3 separate regions of the Sus scrofa genome follow, and all the other regions are linked to region 3. A link is a contact called in public Hi-C data. All regions are on one chromosome and are shown on one strand. The core of a region is the stretch at or near the end of the contact, and the rest is flanking DNA. Distances in the headings are between cores, read along the strand shown.

Region 1 (3,661 bases), core at 839-3,338, 140 kb before region 3:
AGGAATTTAGCTTGGAAGCATTGTCTAGATATTTGAATCTACCTAGGAAAAGCCATACCTAGACTTGAACATCTAGCCTAGAATTTAGAACATACCTTGGTGAAGAAGGAACAGAGATGTAGACTGGGAGTGTTCTAGGCCTCAGGAAGAATCTAGAACATGAAGCATTGCCAGGGCACATGTTTAGCTGGGTATGTGGAATGGCAGACAGTTCTCGATCATGAAACAGGATGCATGTTTGGCTTGTCAGCCTGAGCATGTACATGAAGGATGGAGCATCACGCTATGAAAATGGGATGGGATCCTGGAAACATCTCAAGAGGCTGGATCTCAGGGAGAAAGGAGGGAACTCCAGGGAGCCTGGAACCTGAGATGGGGATACAGCAGGGCTTCTTCAAGGCCGCCAGAGACATCCAAGCTGTTGGCCTGACATCTGGGGCCCTAAGAGCTAAGTGGCTAGGTTCTTGCGGGGAGGACAGAGTGGGGGGAACTGGATTCTGGAATCTTTGGGGAGACAAAGGACAGGAGATAGAAGTTTGGAGCCAGAGTCCTTGTTGGAAGGGAGGGCAGGGGTAAGATGGCTTTGGTGGCAGTACAGAAGTTGGGGTCCGAACTCCTGGATTCCCCGAGGGGAGGCAGGACCAGGGACAATGTGTGTAGGTCTCCAAGGGGGAGCGAGAGAATTACATTAAGAATTGCATTCTGAGTCCCTGAAAGGGAGAGAGTCATGGCGCCTGAATCTCTAAGGGGGCAGATGCTGGGGTGCCAGGAGGCTGGATATATTTGTCTGAGGGTCTCTAAAGAGGGGAAAGGCTAGGAAACTAGATTCCTAGATCCTGAGGGGGTGAGGGCTACCAGCCGGGGGCCTTTCGCCAGAGGAGGTGAGGATTGACAGGGCTTCCAGAGCCGGGTGGGAGCTGGATCCCCGGATGCCAAGATCCCTAAGGTGGACCAGGCAGGAACATTCAGAAGCTCTGACTCCTTAAGAAGCAGTTGGGGTCTCTGAAAGCTGGGGTGCTGAGGATGGAGCTGAGATCTTAGCCAGCAGAACCCTGAGGCCCCGGCGCCCAGGTCGGGGAGGGCCCGGGTATCCCCGGGTCAAAGGCGCGGCGGGGGGGATCCCCGCGCTGCCGGCGCCCCCTCCCCCGGCGGCGGCAGCACCAAGAGATGGGGGAGGCGAGGCTGCCGAGAACGGTGACCATGGACAGCTCCAGAGCGGGCCTGTGTCCAGGGCGGCCGCCAGTCCGGCCTGGACTGAGGGACTCGGCCGGCTGTTCAAGCCGGAGGACCGGAGATGGGCAGACGGGGTGCACCAACGGGGGACTATGCGGACGCGACGGGGGGGGCGTCCGGCCCTAGCTGGGGGAGTCTGACACAGCCGCGGCCGGTGTCTGGAGCTGCCAGGTCTGGGCCGAGGAGGAGGATCTAGGTCCAGGGGGGTATCCAGGGCTGAACTGGGAAATTCAGGCTCCTGGACCCCGGAGGAGGCACAAGGCGGAAATACGCCTGGGATTCTAGGGTTCTGCTGGGGACTCTGAGAGCCGGGAGGGGCATGCCTGAGTCTCTGGGTTCGGGCTGTGATATCTGGGCTCTGAGGTCCCCGGGGATGAAGAAGGGAATCCAGGTTCTTGGGAAGGTGGGGGAAGCTCGGTGAGGGGTCCCCGGGGTGGGCGCTGCCAAGCGGGCCGGGCTGGGCTCTTACCTACCTGGTCCGCGGCGGCTGCGGGCGGAGCTGGGCTGCAGGAGGGACGTGGGGTGGGGTGGGGGACCGGGCGGGGCCCCTGGCGGCGGCCGGGGCCCGGATCTGTGGCTCCGGAGCCCTGTCTCCGCCGCTCGCGCGGGCTCCGCGTCTCTTGCTCCGGCTTAGGCGCTGGGGACCCCTCTCCCCTTCACGGTCTCGCAACCCTCTACCCCCTAAAACAGCCCCCTGCCCCTGTCACCGTTCAGCCTCCCCCGCGAGGCCGCAGCCGCCAGATCCAGGGGCGCTCACCAGCGCCCCCCAAATCCCACCTTCCCCCGCCAAAAAATTCCTCCTCCCTCCTCCCCCAACCAGCTCCCAGGCGGTCATGGCCCCTTTAACAGGAGACTGACAGACGGCGCCGAATGGCCAATGAGAGGAGGTGTTGGCGCCGGCCGGCGGTTAAACCCCGCCTCCACACTGGCTGGGCGGGGCCGCGCGGGCGGTGAGCGGGAGGCGGAACTCAAGGCGCGTGGGCCAATAGGCACGCGGCGTGAGGCGGCTGGGGCGGGAGGCGGAGCCCGGCAGGGGGATGATGTCACCTGGAGCGAGTGGCGCGCGGCGTGGAATACGAGTCGCGACCCTGGATTCCGGCTCTGGCGCTCGCCGGTCCTTACCCCGCACGGGACAGGAGGGTTGGGCGGGCGGCGAGGTGGGAGTAAAGGATGGGTTTTAAGGCGCAGGAGGCTCCCGGAGACACGCGTTTGGGTTGGAAGATGGGGTGAAAGCCGGGTCGACGTGCACCTTTTTCTGCACCCCTTGCGCCCGCCTCGGGAACTGCACGTGGCATCCCCCACCCCGCCCACGCAGACGATTGTAGGGCCGGCAGGGCTCCCCCGGCGGACTAGGCTGATGGTTCGCTCCGCCCCGCCCACACCGAAGCCGCCCACTGACTCGAGCAGAGTTTTAGGACTCTTCTGTCCGACCAGTTACGGAGGAAGGGGGCTTGGCCCCTGCCCTCAGGATCTTTGAGGGGTAGGGGCTACTGTCTGCCGACCCCCGCACTCAGACCCCGACTGGGTCCCAGCCGCCGTCCTTGGACTTGTCGCTCCGAAGCCGACCTGGGGAAAAGTCTTTAGCTCTGCTCTTAGAATCTGAAAAGGTCTTCAGGGTCTAGTCTCCACCTCAGCTTCTCTCCCTCCCCATCTCCAGACACTCAATCCCCCGATGCAGGACAATCACAGACACTCAATGAGGGTCAAAGATCTTTAAATAAGGAGCTGGTGACATAAATACTGTACAGGGGAGGGGGTGAGGGTCCAGATCTGTGGTTTCAGCCTCGAGACTCCAAGGACCTGCAAGGAGGGTGAAGAGAGGGGAGCCAGGCTCAGGGGAGGGGACCTGGGGAGGCACTGGGACAGAGCCAGGACTAGGGTTCCCGAGCCAAGGACCCAGGGAAGGGGGTTGAGGGATTCCAGAGAGAGCAGGCTGCCGATCTCGGGATGGGAGCGAGCTAAGGATCCCCAAGGTATTCAGTTCAAGGAGCTTGGGGTGAGAGCCTGGGTCAAGGGTCAGAATCCCAGGGAAAGGAGCCAGGGAGGTGGGAGGGGGTGGGGGTAGCAACCAAGGTCTCAGAAATCATTGGCTTGGTGTGGGAGTGTGGAGGTAGGGGAGGCAGTGAAGGCCCCAGGGGTATGGTGGCAAAGGGCTCACGAGTAGCTCTGATGTTGCTGGCGCCGGCGGGCAGAGCGCATCTTCTCAAAGCGAGCCTCCATCTCCTCCAGTACCCGAGGGGTGTAACGCACCACCAGCTTCACAGAGCCCTGGGCGGCCTTCAGCAGCTCCACTGCCTTCTCGTGCTGCTCACCCTCCACGCTCTGCAGGGGCCGTGCAGACAGCTGGGCCTGGGGCCTACCACCCTCACCCCCGCCCCCACCCTGGAAATGAGACCAGCTGTAGGTGAGCCTGGTACCAGCCCCAAGA
Region 2 (3,543 bases), core at 643-3,142, 170 kb before region 3:
CCACCCCTTCCAAGAGCCTCTCTTCAGCCCGCTTTCAACTGTCAAACTTTTTTCTTTTTTTTTGCTTTTTAGGGCCACACCTGTGGCATACAGAAATTCCCAGGCGAGGGGTTGAATTATTGAATTAGAGCTGCAGCTGGTGGCCTACATCACAGCCACAGCCTCACCAGATCCAAGCCAAGTCTGCAACCTACACGGCAGCTTGGGGCAATGCCAGATCCCTCACCCACGGAGTGAGACCAGGGATCGAACCCACATCCTCATGGATACTAGTCGGGCTCATTTCCACTGAGCCACAAAGGGAACTTCTCAAACTCCAACTTTGTCACCTTTAAATGTCACCTCACTGCCCTCCCCTCCAGGAGCCATTGGTGACACCCCAAGGGCCTCCGCAGCCTCAGCCAGATGCCTCCTCTTGGCTCCCACCAGGCACAGTGGCATGTCTTTGGCAGCTCCCATCCTCTCGCCTTAGAATCCTCTTCCTCCCACCAAAGCAGAGGTTCCTAAACTTTCTGGACCACACTTCCATCTGCAAAAGGTTTTTGAGCACTCACCCCTAAATAATATGTCTATTTATACATAATTCAAGCCATCCTGCACTAATAAATTCATAATAATACGCATACCAAGTTAGGAATGTTGGTATTTCCCACACCCCAAAGATCATCTTGAGGACACCAGGAAGCCGGAAACCCCTTGAGAAAACATTGCTGAAGGCCAGGAGTCCCTAAGGGTGGCCACCGCCCAGCCACGGAGCACCAGCCCAGAGCCTGCACACACTAGGTAACTGCTACCTTCCTGGAGGAACCAGAGCTATTTTCCAGTGCTTACCATGTGCTGGGCACGTTCGGAAGTATCACAAGCATTAACTTGTTTAATTCGCGCAAGAATTCCAGCAGGTAGAGCCAGAGCCTGTTTTTATGCCCAGATGACGGATGAGGCCCAGAGAGGTGAAACGTTTTGCCCAAAGCCACACAGCACGTGTCCCAGCCGAGATTAGAACCCTAGCAGGGCCTGTGCTCTTGAAAATCATGCCCCCTTGGACGTGCGGAGTGAGGGTTTCTTGGAGGAGTGGACGAATGAATGAAACAGCGACAGTCGAGAGAGAAAAACAGAGAAAGTGACACCAGGAGGCGGAGACACACGGGAGAGACACGAGGAAGGAAAGAAACGGAACCCAGCCCTGGGGCTTTAACACGGACCCTGAGCGTGAGAAGGATTAGTTGGATGTGTTTGCAGAAGGACCGAAGCCCTCCCCGAGGGAGAGAGCCACCAGGGAACGCCCTTGGGAGTGTCTGCGGGGACAGGACTGGGGGAGGGGAGGAGCCGAAGGGCGGGGTCTGAGGTGGGCGGGGTGGACATCTGGGGTCGGTCCCCGGGTGGGCTCCTCACCCCGGATCTGTGGGGTCAACGATGAAAGTTGTGCACGTCTTCTTCTTGAAGATCTTGGGGATATAGCTCTGGGGACAAGAACAAGGGGTGAAGGGGAACCAGTTCAGTCCTAAGGGACACAGAGTGACTCACCCGCGCCCCAGCCTAGACCTAGGAGTCCAGGACCCCAGCGCCCGCCTCCCCCAAACTCAGGAGACTCGATTCCCCCCAGCCCCCATCTGTCCCCAAGGACCCAGGCGTCCGAGGCCCCAGCAGCCCCCTTCTTTGACCCAAGAATCTGGGTCTCCAGCGCCCTCCTCTCCGGGAACCAGGGGTCCCGGCCCCCAGCTCCCTGTTCCCTCAGACCCGGGGTCCGGCCGCTGTACCTGCTCCTTCTCCGCACCCACCATGCTGCTGCAGCCTCTGCAAACTATCCGACTCCCTGCATTCCCTCAACCAACCCGGGCTCTAGACGCGCCCGGGACAAACCGGATCCACTACGTCCCAGCCCAGCCTGGGCGGGGCCAGGTCTAGGGGGCGGGGAATCTCGGAGACGCGCAGAGCGGGAGGCGGGGCAAAGGGTCTGAGGGACCGGCAGGCGAGACCCGGGGAGAGGGGGCCGGGGACCCGGGGTGGGGGACAGGGACTCAGAGAGGAAATGCCAGTGATGAGGGAGAGGGCACACAAAAAGGGGATGGGATGGGGACACGAAGCCTTAGGTTGGGACAGGGAATCAGAAAGGGGGGACAGAGATTGGCGAGGGGCTACATCGACCCAAAGCGAGGGGGGGGTGCTTGGAAGGAAGTTGGCGGGGGCGGGGTGGGGGCGCGGCGGAGACACTCAGACTGAGAGGGAGAGACAGAAGCCTGAGAGTGAGAAGGGGACAGAATCCTGGGGAGGGGGACAGGGACTCCAAGAGAGCGGGTGAAGAAACAAGAACTGAGAGAAGGGAACCCACAGAGAAGGCTGGGAACCCAAAGAGCGAGGGGTGAGGACAGCAGTGATAGGATGAGGGGGAGGTACTGATACACAGGCAGGGCCCCCATGTCTCCTGCTAGCTCTCCAGGGACAGGGACAGCTGCAGCCTCCTGAGTAACCTGAGCCCCCTGCACACACACACCCCCTGCTGTATTTATAGCCCTGGCCTGGCCCCATCCCCTGCCCCCAGATCTGAGTTCCAGGGACAGGAGGTCATGGGTACGCACGCTGGAGCACAATTCCTCTCACCCCTGTCCAGGGCTTCCCTGTGGGCATCCACCATCTCAGCAAAGTCGCCCGTTCTGGCCGGAAACTCCCCATAATCTAACCCCCAATCCTTCCTTGGCAGGGGTCTCTCCCCTCAAATACACCCTTCCCGCTCCCCTCCTCCCATGGCCCGGGCTCCCCCCAAATTGGCCCACTGAAAATTTGACACCATTTTTGCAGCTGCCAAACCGGAACTTGTCGGCATTCAAAATCAAGTCCCTTGGCCCCCTCTCCTGGCCAAAGAGAGACCCCTTCTCTCACCCCCTCCCCAGCTGAGAGGAGAAAGAGCCGGAGGGGAGGGGCAGGCCGGGCCTAACCCAGAATAACTCCGGGCCGAAAGTAAATTTAGCCACAGAGAGGGGAGGGGAGAGACCCTATTGGCTGGGGAGCGGGAGGGAGGGGCGGAGGGGGTCAGGGGGTTCTGGAGATTGTCTCAGAGGGGTGTCTGGAGCCTGGCAGTGAGGGCCAGAGGGCAGAGACAGAGAGAGACACAGCAAAGGAAAGACACAGGGAGAAAGAAAGAGAAGGACCCCAAAGGGACAGGGACCCCAGTATTCATCGACATAGCCTCAGCCACAGCGGGAGCCAGCCCAGGGAGAAGCTCTGCTGCTGGTCTGTCCCCATGGGCCACCCTGGGCCATGGTTGCAGGCGTCTCTCCTCTGGGCTGCTGTGGCCAGCCTGCTCCTCCCCCCTGCTATGACCCAGCAGCTGAGAGGGGCTGGGCTGGGCCCCAGCAACTTGAACAACAACGCAGGCATCCCCGGGCCCACAGAGGACGCATCAGGCAAGTTCGGTCACTCCGGGCATAGCCATAGAAGCCATGGGGATGAGAACAGCGATGTCTCCACGGAGAGTGGGCATCATTTCTGGGCCTCTGGAGACCACGGAGAAGAGGAAGAAGATGTCTCCAAAGCAGCCCATCCCCG
Region 3 (3,842 bases), core at 1,191-3,690:
ATAGATGGCCACTCGGAAGGGACAGGGCTCAGCTTCTTCCCGCTCTTCCGCAGCTTCCCCGCCCTCTGTTCCCTTCCCAGGCTGATACATCTGGTCCCTGCGGAGGGCACGCTGGGCCTGAAGGGATGGACTTGGTCCCCAGACAGCTGCTTCTGATTCCCCATCCTCTTCCTCCTCATCGTCGTCCTCCTCCTCCGTGTCCTCTCCGGGTCGATACACCCAGGCCCTCAGGAAGGCACTTGTGGGTGGGACGGAAGGAGGACCAGCTTCTCCTTCCTCCTCAGCTGCTCCTGCATCACTATCCCTGTCCTCCTCCTCCTCCTCTGTGTCCTCACCGGGTCGATACACCCAGGCTCTGAAGAAGGCACTTGGGTGCGGGCTGGAAGAGGGACCCTCAGCTTCTCTTTCCTCCTCAGCTTCTCCTTCCTCCTCAGCTGCTCCCTCGTCACTGTCCCCGTCTTCCTCCTCCTCCGTGTCCTCTCCGGGTCTGTACACCCAGGCCCTCAGGAAGGCATTTGTGAGTAGGTTGGAAGAAGGGCCCTCGGCTGCCCCCAGATCCCTGTCCTCATCCTTCTCTTCATCTTCCTCCTCTGAGATCTCCCTGGACTGATGCTGCCGGGTCCCGAGCAGGGGGCTCTGGGCTAGAATTGCGGAGTGGGGCTCTGGGCCAGCCTCTCGTTTCTCCACCTTTCTGTCCTCCTCCTCCTCAGGCTCCTCCCCTGAACAACACTCCCAGGCCCCGGGGTGGGAACCGAGGGATGAGGGGCAGGTGGAGGGCTTCGTGGCTGCTTTGTTCTCTGTTCTTTCTTCCTCTGTGGCTCCTTCCACTGCGCAGCACACCCAGGAGCGGGGCTGGGGTCCTGGAGCTGAGGGGGAGGTAGATGTTCTAGGAGCTTCTTTATTTACAGCTTCTCCAGCCTCCTCCTCCTCCTCCACTGCCACACCTGGACAACCCTCCCAGTGTGACAGAGGAAAAGCGAAGGTGATTATGTCTTTATCTTCAGTAACTGCTTCTTCCTGAGATTCTTCCTCCCCAGGAACGTCCTGCTGGGCTCTCATCAGAAGGCTGGGGGACAGGGGAGCAGGAAGGCCATCCATAAATTCACTTCCGGGCTCTCTAGGGACGCGGGTTGCTGCTTCCCCACCACGCTCATCATCTGAAAGTCCCCAGGTTTCCAAAAGCAAACACTTGGCTTCCAGGTCAGGGTAGCTCCCCCAGGATGCTTCTTCATCCTCCTCAGTTGCTCTCCTCTCTCCAGGCTCTTCTTGTGGCTGGGTGGCCAGAGAAGCCTTTGTGTCTCCCTCCAGGCCAGGTTCTCCCGCGTCTGCCCTGGTTACTGCCTCCACTAGCCAGGGCTCTGGAGGGCCTGGGCCCCTCAGGTGGCTCCAGGCCCGGCTGAGAAGGCCCATCAGCGGGGACAGGAGAAAGGAGTGGGTAGCCCTCCAGGGGGCAGGCTGGTGGGGCACTTGGCCTGGGGCCATCTTTGTCTGCTGGGGAAAAGGGAGAAAAAAAAGGAAACGAGTTTAGAAGCCATGGAGGGAATAGCATCAGAGAGTGACCTTGAGTCATAGCAACACAAATAGTAACACGAATAGTAACACAAACAGCAACCAGAGAGGCCCCGCCCCACATTCCTTTCTCATCCCAGCCACACCCATCTCTGTCCCTAGTTTCCCAGCCTCTCTCAACACCCAAGAGTCTGGATCATCACTCATTCCTTCCTTAGCCCAAAGGGCTCCCAGCCCCATTTCCTCTCTGACCCATTAAATTCTAGTCCCAGGAAGCAAGAACACAGGTCCTCTGCTTGCTTCCTCTGGGGACAAAGTCCTTGTCCCTTGCCTCTCTCATCCTCCTGAGGATTGAAAAATTAGGCGCCCACCATTCTCCTCCTTCCAAGACATAAAACTTCCGATCCCTAGATGGTGCCTTCTGGCTCCCAGACTCTTCCTCTGTCCGGCTCAGGACTCTAAGCTCCCAATTCCTTCTCCTGCCTAAGTCCGAGCCCTCGGGTCCGGCCTCGTCCCACCTCTCCAGAAAAAGGAGTTCAGGTTCCCAGGAGTCCTTAGGGCACAGGAGTCCGAGCTCCGAACACCCCTATCTCGGAACTCAGAAGTTCGAGCTCCCTCCTCGTTATTGACCAGGATTCTAGTCCTCCGCCCCCAAACCCCTAGGAACCTAGATGTTCCGACCCCCTCAACTCACCAGCTCGGGATTGCGCGTCACCCTGGGGGCAGGAGCGTCGGCTGGGGCTGCCACAAGCGATCGCAGTTCCGGACAGCTCGGGAGTCCAGAGCGTTCATTTCGCCCTCCGGCGTCGGGCTCGGGGACTCAAATTGTCACCGGCTGCTGCAAGCGTTGTCACGACGAATGGGCGCAAGGTCACACGGAGAAACAAATACAAACACACCGGCTAGCCACTTAGGACGTAAGGGTTGACGCGGTCCTCAGCGCTTTTATACACAAACGCAGCCGGACGTGGTGACGTCAGGAGAGGAGGCGGGGTTTCGAATCGTAATCGTGATGGACGAAACGGAAAACAAGGTTGGACTTCTCGCGGAGATTCCGGACTTTATGACGTCACGGCGGTATTTCTGAGCGTGGCCACGCCCTGAAGCAGGCGAGCTGCCAATCAAACTCATGAACTGGTTAGGTTTTGAGCGCGCGAGCTCAACCTCTGTTCCAGGCAAACGCCGTTACTCCCCGCCCCCAATTTAGCCAGCCGGCCCCAGGCTAGAGTCTTCCACCCTCCAGTCCAGTCGGCTTCCTATCCGGTGTGGGAAGGTATCATTATTTCCATTTCACAGATGGGGAAACTGAGTCTTGGGCATGAAATCACTTGCCCAAGGGTGGGCACAGCGGAGTCTATATTCATTGCAAAAGAGAAAGAGAATGTGTAAGGCCCCTGAAGGCAGGCGCTTTTCTTTGCTCACTGCCTGCGTGACACATAGTAGGTGCTCAACAAATACGCGGTGAGAAATACTGGACCAAAACCTCAGATCCCGTGCCTATCTCAGGCACAAGGCGCCACTCCTAGGCTCCACCTACTTCAAATTTATACAGAACCTCCGCTTACACAAATTGAAATTCTAGCTGGGTATCACCAACATCAAGGGAGTGGGGGGGCGGTCTTTTGCCCCAAATTCCAGGCCTAAGGACATGGTTTCAGTCCCTGGCACCCCACCACCAACCTGGTCTGCAATCCTGTACCTCAAAATACGCCCAGGACCCAGGCCTCCCTCCTGAGAGGGCATCATCCTCAGTCTAGACCGGAGTTCTCACCTGGATCTGAGGTGGAGATTGCCACTGGCCACTTGACCCTGCTCTTGCCAGAACCCAGCAATCTGGGGGCCGCCCTCTCTTCTCTGGAGGACTTGGACCCATCCACTGCAAGCCACACCTCCAGACCCCAGCTCCATTCTCAAGTCCTGACTCCTGGCTCACATTTTGTCAGGTACCCAGTAGTCTGAGCCCCTACCCCTCCCTTCCATTCCCAAGGCGCCAATCACCCAGGCTTCCGATCACAACCTGCCCCCTCAGGTCCTGGAGTCCAGGCCCAGCTCCTCTTCTCCAAACATGTAGGAATCCCAGCTTCAGCCTTGATGGGACCCGGTCCAGCAGGGACCTAAGAGCGTGTGGGTGGATGGGTGGGGTGGAGGTGGGAGGGTGGCCCCCAGCCCCCAGCCCCCAGCCCCCAGCCCCTCCCTTCAGCTGTGGGGGCAGCTGAGCCAGAGGTCAGGCTGTGGTGGGGAGGCCAAGAGGGGCGGGGTCAGCGGGGATTGGGAGCCGGGACAGCAGCGTGGGCGGCTGGCAGGGGGAAGGAAAGACCAGCAGAGGGGAAAGA

What was found. A called contact is a pair of places that touch in the nucleus more often than the background predicts.
Region 1: a Hi-C map of liver shows a contact between it and region 3, with 2.5 times the contacts expected there. The contact joins the promoter of PPFIA3 here to the promoter of PPP1R15A in region 3. A contact is called at or near these places in 1 of 47 Hi-C or Micro-C datasets (liver) and 1 of 2 datasets of contacts at active chromatin or transcription factors (alveolar macrophages).
Region 2: a contact with region 3 is called in a Hi-C map of embryonic fibroblasts, with 2.2 times the contacts expected there. The contact joins the promoter of TRPM4 here to the promoter of PPP1R15A in region 3. A contact is called at or near these places in 3 of 47 Hi-C or Micro-C datasets (embryonic fibroblasts, heart right ventricle and liver) and 2 of 2 datasets of contacts at active chromatin or transcription factors (alveolar macrophages and skeletal muscle).

What each region holds. Positions count from the first base shown.
Region 1 is chr6:54,312,408-54,316,068 of Sscrofa11.1, reverse strand. PPFIA3 (liprin-alpha-3) reads right to left here and starts at 2,088. Exons shown (of 30, transcript XM_005664703.3): 1 at 1,707-2,088. It overlaps LIN7B (lin-7 homolog B, crumbs cell polarity complex component), which reads right to left. Exons shown (of 6, transcript NM_001244232.1): 5 at 3,392-3,555; 6 at 2,931-3,033. The coding sequence ends at 3,012.
Region 2 is chr6:54,341,123-54,344,665 of Sscrofa11.1, reverse strand. TRPM4 (transient receptor potential cation channel subfamily M member 4) reads right to left here and starts at 1,892. Exons shown (of 24, transcript XM_021094712.1): 1 at 1,758-1,892; 2 at 1,393-1,460. The coding sequence starts at 1,781. It overlaps HRC (sarcoplasmic reticulum histidine-rich calcium-binding protein), which reads left to right and starts at 3,028. Exons shown (of 6, transcript XM_003127287.5): 1 at 3,028-3,543. The coding sequence starts at 3,239.
Region 3 is chr6:54,170,636-54,174,477 of Sscrofa11.1, reverse strand. It overlaps PPP1R15A (protein phosphatase 1 regulatory subunit 15A), which reads right to left and starts at 2,440. Exons shown (of 3, transcript XM_005664689.3): 1 at 2,204-2,440; 2 at 1-1,491. The coding sequence starts at 1,482. PLEKHA4 (pleckstrin homology domain-containing family A member 4) reads left to right here and starts at 3,817. Exons shown (of 21, transcript XM_013998606.2): 1 at 3,817-3,842.